Regions from separate parts of the Triticum aestivum genome. Here region 2 is linked to region 1. A link is a contact called in public Hi-C data. All regions are on one chromosome and are shown on one strand. Each heading gives the region's core, a stretch centred on a gene start, on an enhancer-like site or on the middle of the called end of the contact. The rest is flanking DNA. Distances are from core to core; before and after follow the strand shown.

Region 1 (3,084 bases), core at 49-2,548:
ATTATGAAAATATGAAGTAATCAGTACAAGGAGCAGAAAGATTGGAGAAGAGTGAGTATTATAGAGAGAGAAAAGAACAAGGGTCCCAATATGATATAAAATACTGAAAAATAAGGGAGGAACTCTGAAATATGGCGGCAGTTTAAAATTGAAACATTAGCACAAAATTATTCTTGAAGTGCATATCCTGGACATAGTCATATAGAAGAACCAGATCTCTAGAGTCTATGCCGGGATTACAAACAGCAAACCAGTCAACGTTCAGATTCATGTAACTCAATAGTGGTGCAGAAGGAACTTAAAACATACTGCTCGCGTGTGGTTACAAACTACACACATCGGCACTATGTGCAGAAGGCACAATTCATCCGATTTATTTTACCTACTCAACACTACAGAATGGGCCATAAAGTTACAAACAACACCTACAATAGTTGCAATTTTACGGTGTAAAAGAAACAGTAATTTGGTCAGATTTATGAGTACCAATCTCAAGTTCATCAAATTGCCTGATAGCCTACTGCGTGTGGGATTACAAGACCATCACGAGGCATCCCCAAATAGATCAAAAGCGGCTAAAACCAACCTAAGCAAATCGCGACAAGTACAAGGAGGCGCATCTAGAAAGACAACCTTGCATCTCCTTGGCGACCTTGGCCTGCATGTCGCGCAGGGCGGCGGCCTCCTCCTCCATCTCCTTGAGCCTACGCTTCATCTCGTCGAGCTCCTGCAGCGGGCGAGAAAGCGCGCGGTCAGAACTAAACTAGGTTTAGGGTTTAGCGCGCAGACAGGGAGCCGAGGGATGGGGATGGGGGTGGGGGCAGGGGTGGACCTTCGCTGCGTCGTCTCCGGCGGCGGCCATGTCGACGTCGGCGCCTTCCATGTCGCCGTCCACGGGGATCTCCTGGCCGTACACCTCGTGCTCCTCCTCGTCCATGGCCGTCTCTCCCCGATCTAAACCCAATTCGGTGGATTTTTTTTTTTTGGAGTTGATCCGGTTCGGTGGATTTGGGGTCGGAAGCGAAGATGGAGCGGGTGGGCTCGGTCGGTACTCCGCGTATGCTTCAGTTGGGCTTATGGGCCTCGTACTATCATCGCTGCTCTTGGGTTTTGGGCTTATAATGGACTATACGCCCGTTGGGCCTGGGCCTGGGCCTTGTAGGTGGGTCCAGACATCGCGGGGAAAGGTGCCGGACGCATTCCCGTGCCTTCTGGACTGTTCGGAGCGCAGCTGCGCGGCGGGGCATTCGCGAAGCTTCTAAATCCTTCCCCAAGCCACATCGCGGATATAAATCTCCACAGTCCCCGGCGATCCGCGTCGTGCTCATCGCAGTAAAATCCAGAAACATCCGACGAACACAGGCAGGGAGAGAAGGGAGAGCGTGGACAATGGCATCACGGGTGGTGTTCTCCAACAGGATCCCGCTGGTGCGCGCCATGGAGAACCTCCTGGCCGCGTCCTCCGGGTCGGCTCTCAGGCCGGCTGCCGTCGCCGGCGGCGTCCGCGGGTACAACGCCGGCGCGCCCCTCCGGAGCTACGACCGGGACGAGGCGGTCGAGCGCAGCCCCCGCAGCGGCGCGCGCGAGCGCGACGTCGGCGTGCCCAGCTTCTTCTCAGGTAGTCGTCATCCCGCACCATGCTTGTCACTCCAACGCGTTGGATTCATCTCTCCGCTGCGCGATCTGAACCAGATTCCAACTCCGGCAGCGTGCGTGACAGAGTTCTGTGCTGACTGTTCTTGTGCAGATGTGTTCCGTGACCCGTTCAGCGCGCCGCAGAGCCTGGGCCGGCTGCTGAGCATGCTGGACGACGTGGCGGCGGCGTCCCCCGACGGCGCGGCGCGGGCGGCGCCGCTCCGGCGCGGGTGGAACGCGAGGGAGGACGCGGACGCGCCGCGGCTGAGGGTGGACATGCCGGGGCTGGGCAAGGAGCACGTGAAGGTGTGGGCGGAGCAGAACAGCCTGGTGATCAAGGGCGAGGGCGAGAAGGAATCGGACCGGGAGGGCGCCGACGCGCCGAGGTACAGCGGCCGGCTCGAGCTCGCCGGGGACGTGTACCGGATGGACCAGATCAAGGCCGAGATGAAGAACGGCGTGCTCCGGGTGGTCGTGCCCAAGGTCAAGGAGGAGGAGCGCAAGGACGTCTTCGAGGTCAAAGTGGACTAGGCACTAGGCAGGATCACGCCAAGTTTCGCGTCACGGAATAGCCGAGTCGTCTCGTGTGAGCCGAGTAATAATAACTAAAAATAACTCAAGCTTTTTTGTTTGTCGTGTTGGGTCTGGATGTTTTGGTCTCGTGTTAAGTGCCTGTACGAGTATGAATCGATCAAACAATAGATCCGTTTTTCTTGGTCTTTCTTCTGAAGCAAATTTTACATATCGTATAAGAGGGCCACGGCCCGAGAATATAGAGCACGACGCAAATGATTTCAAATCCCTGAAATACTTTCTCTCAACCGTGATGCGGACGGCTGGCGTTTGTTGCCGTTATCCACCATTGTGCAAAAACCTTCCTTCCCATTCCCTTACGTCAGCTGGCCTCCTCCGGCCCAACTTGCGCCGGCGGCGCCCGATTTCGGTGGCCACCGCGACATACCCATCGGAGCAGCGACATGAGAAGGAGAAGGACTAGGCATGTGAGGTCAAGGTGCTCGCCGGCAGCGACCAACATGGTCGCCGCTCTCGACCTGCATCCTCGCGAAACTGTGGCGCGAGCAATAACTACCGTCCTCCGCGGTGTGACCGCAAAAGGAGCAACAATAACAGCGAATGAACGATAAGGATGCCCTCCGTCTCAACCGCGCACGAGCAAAGCAGTGTTGCTTGTTTAGAAGTAGCAGCAAACGAATCGATTGATTCGCAGCCATAAACGATGATAACCTTATTTCTTTGGTTCTTCTGCATTTCTGTCCTCCGTTTGTACTGAATGTACATGTCTCTTTATATTCTGTAAATTATCATCTCGTAATTTTTGGAAATTATAAGACTTACACAACCATATTTATAGAATTGCACATTGACCATCAGGTAGTTGGTCAGGTGGCAGCAGAACTTACACATCATACTCGAAGGGCTAGTTCAGGG
Region 2 (3,074 bases), core at 411-2,910, 240 kb before region 1:
GAGCAGAAGATGCCAAGGCGTCGTCGGCGTCGCCCAGCTGGCCTGAATCATTCGCTCGAAAGGAACACGAGAGCTGCTGCCGCTCCTGCTGTGTTCGGCAGACACGTACGCCAAAATGCGAGTGAAAACAGGATTTTATCATCATTGTTGATGACTGGGCACACGATATTTGTCTTTTTTTAAGGGGAAGACAAAATATTTGTCGATCGAGAGGGCACGATCTGTCAGACATGCACGCACGCACGCACGTACTCCCACACTCACTCACTAGGCCACAGATGGATCCAACGGCCCACGGGCGCCCACGAGGCCCTTCTGACAGGTAGGCCTGCGCGTCCACGTACGTGCGCACGCGTGTCCCTCCGGCTGCACGGCTGGCGCCTGGCGGGCGGCCGTCTGTCCGGCAGCGGCTGCTGGTGCTGGTGCTCGACGAGCAGTGAGCGGGCGGATTCACTCACGAGCGCGTCGTGAGGCGTAGTACGTGGGGCCAGTCCGGCCGGCGACGCGCCTAGCCGCTTCACCACCAGCTGGCGGCTAGCCGTACGCTACGCTACGCAGATCTCTAGGCGACGCCGGAAACAACACGTCGGATCGGATGAGGATGGGATGGCGCCCTATCGCGCGCATTAAAACGTGCGGATCGCGCCCTACGGAGATGGGCCGGCCAGTGGGTCCTGCACTTTCGCTCGCTTGGGCGGTGCCCTACCAAGATGGGCCTAGCAGGCTAATGATAATACGCGCAGCGAGGATCCGGGAGGACACGGGAGACTGGGGCGGCCTTAACTCGCCCATCAGCTTTACTGGGTCGTCATACCCTCTAACCCACTATTTGCTAGTAGGGCCTGAGAACTGAAAAGACCAACGCGGTAAATGCATTTCTGAAGTGCTGTGAGACCTTTTACTAAAAAAAAAGTGCATGAGACCTGCCAGATCGCGTCGCTGAAGCAGATCGACGGCCAGCTGCTCCGCCCGATCCACCATTTCCGTGCAGATGGCCATGGGTTAACATAAGGAGCACTGTTCCACGGTCTCGTCTCGCTTCTTTTGCCAACCACATTCCACCAAGCGCCAGCCCAACGCCAGTGGCAAAGGCAGCCGCGACGGACAAACCTGCTATACTGTGCTCCGACAGTACCGAAGTACCCCCAGTGCACTGTGCCTGCCTACACCGGATCCAGGAAGCAGCCCGCGAGTGACCCCGCAACGTACTTCAGAAAAGCTGGAGCTGCCCAGCCCGGCCCGGCCCGGCCCGCACCCAACGTTCGTATTCCTTCCCGTTCCCGTGCTGCCCAGCCGAGCGAGCGAAGCAGCTTTCAAACGCCTCGAGAAGCCAACCCCTGCTTTTACCCACTCCCGCAGCCCCCACTTTACCCCGTCCGGCCGCGATCACCGAACTGCCCCCGCGGCGTCGCGCGCGGGCGCGCTCACGCAACGGTCCCCGAGGGACAAAGCGACGGGGCAAAAGGGTCATTCGGCCTCGCGGCCACAGCTGGGCGCGAGCAGGAGCACGCGAAAAGCCAGCTGTCAGTGACCGTTCGGGCCAAGGACGCCCCCGTCTTTACTTTGGCCGCAGAAAGAAAGAAGCCAGCGGCGCCCCTCATTCATACGTCACGCGGTGCCCCGTCCCTCGGTACCATGCCCACCACCTTTGCGGTGCTCCACTGTCTCTCCCTCTATAAAACCCGAGCTCACTCCCCACCAGTCCATCACCGGCTCACGAGCTGATACAGAGCATCCTAGGCAAGAGGAGGAGAGACCCACCGCCTCAGAGCTGCGGCAATGGCGTCCTTCGGTTCCATGGCGGTGGCGCTCGTGGTGTGCGCAATGCTGCTGCAGTCCTGCGGGGCCACGAGGAGGCTGCAGGCGCTGGTGCAGGAGCAGCCCATCACCATGAAGTACCACAAGGGCGCGCTCCTCTCCGGCCGCATCGCCGTCAACCTCGTCTGGTACGGCAACTTCTCCGCGCCGCAGCGCGCCATCGTCACCGACTTCGTCTCGTCGCTCGCCTCCGCGTCCCCGGCGCCGGCCCCGCAGCCGGAGCCGTCCGTGGCCACCTGGTTCAAGACGGCGCAGAAGTACTACGCCAGCTCCAAGGCCCGCTTCCCGGCGCTGGCCCTCGGCTCCCACGTCTTCGACCGGTCCTACTCCCTCGGCAAGCACCTCCGGGAGCGGGACCTCGTCCGGCTCGCGGCGCGCGGCGGGCCCAGCCGCGCCATCAACGTGGTGCTCACGGCCGACGACGTGGCCGTCGACGGCTTCTGCATGAGCCGCTGCGGCTCCCACGGCGCGTCCCCGCGGTCCCGTGCGGGTCGGTTCGCGTACGTGTGGGTGGGCAACCCGGCGACGCAGTGCGCCGGGCAGTGCGCGTGGCCGTTCCACCAGCCGCAGTACGGCCCGCAGACGGCGCCTCTCGCGCCGCCCAACGGCGACGTCGGCGTCGACGGCATGGTGGTGTCCCTCGCGTCCATGATCGTCGGCACCGTCACCAACCCCTTCGGCAACGGCTTCTTCCAGGGCCCCGCCGAGGCGCCGCTGGAGGCCGCCACGGCGTGCGCCGGGGTGTACGGCAAGGGGGCGTACCCCGGCTACGCCGGCTCGCTGCTCGTGGACCCGGCCACCGGCGCCAGCTTCAACGCGAACGGAGCCCACGGCCGGAAATACCTGGTCCCGGCGCTCGTCGACCCCGACACGTCCGCCTGCTCCACCTTGGGGTAGGCTCGTACGTGTAGGACCATGATGGTGTGTGTGTAGTTATAGTTGCGGTGGCGTTGTTGCTGTGTGGAGAGTGTTCCACCTTCCACGCGCGTGCTGATGTTAATCTGTGTGCCTGTAGAGGCGTTGAGATGAAATTCTTTCATTTGTTGAATGAAAAAAGTTTACTACTCCCTCTGTAAACTAATATAAGAGCGTTTAGATCACTACTTTAGTATTCTAAACGCTCTTATATTAGTTTACGGAGGGAGTATTAATGTAAGAGAGCATTGTTCGGAAACTAACATTGTTACTAGTATCATTTTGGTGCTCACGGTGGGAATTTACAGCAGAAATTCGAGCAGCCAATGACATGCATAGTA

The links. Hi-C and Micro-C count contacts between places; a contact is called where the count stands out from the background.
Region 2: a Hi-C map of leaf shows a contact between it and region 1, with 5 times the contacts expected there. The contact joins the promoter of LOC123128455 here to the promoter of LOC123128451 in region 1. A contact is called at or near these places in 2 of 5 Hi-C or Micro-C datasets (both in leaf).

Annotation. Positions count from the first base shown.
Region 1 is chr6A:555,146,044-555,149,127 of IWGSC CS RefSeq v2.1, reverse strand. It overlaps LOC123128451 (24.1 kDa heat shock protein, mitochondrial), which reads left to right and starts at 1,298. Exons shown (of 2, transcript XM_044548452.1): 1 at 1,298-1,618; 2 at 1,748-2,354. The coding sequence starts at 1,390. The coding sequence ends at 2,166. LOC123128452 (polyadenylate-binding protein 2) reads right to left here and starts at 1,039. Exons shown (of 6, transcript XM_044548453.1): 1 at 833-1,039; 2 at 634-727. The coding sequence starts at 937.
Region 2 is chr6A:555,390,329-555,393,402 of IWGSC CS RefSeq v2.1, reverse strand. It overlaps LOC123128455 (protein PHOSPHATE-INDUCED 1 homolog), which reads left to right and starts at 1,660. Exons shown (of 1, transcript XM_044548456.1): 1 at 1,660-2,882. The coding sequence starts at 1,780. The coding sequence ends at 2,715.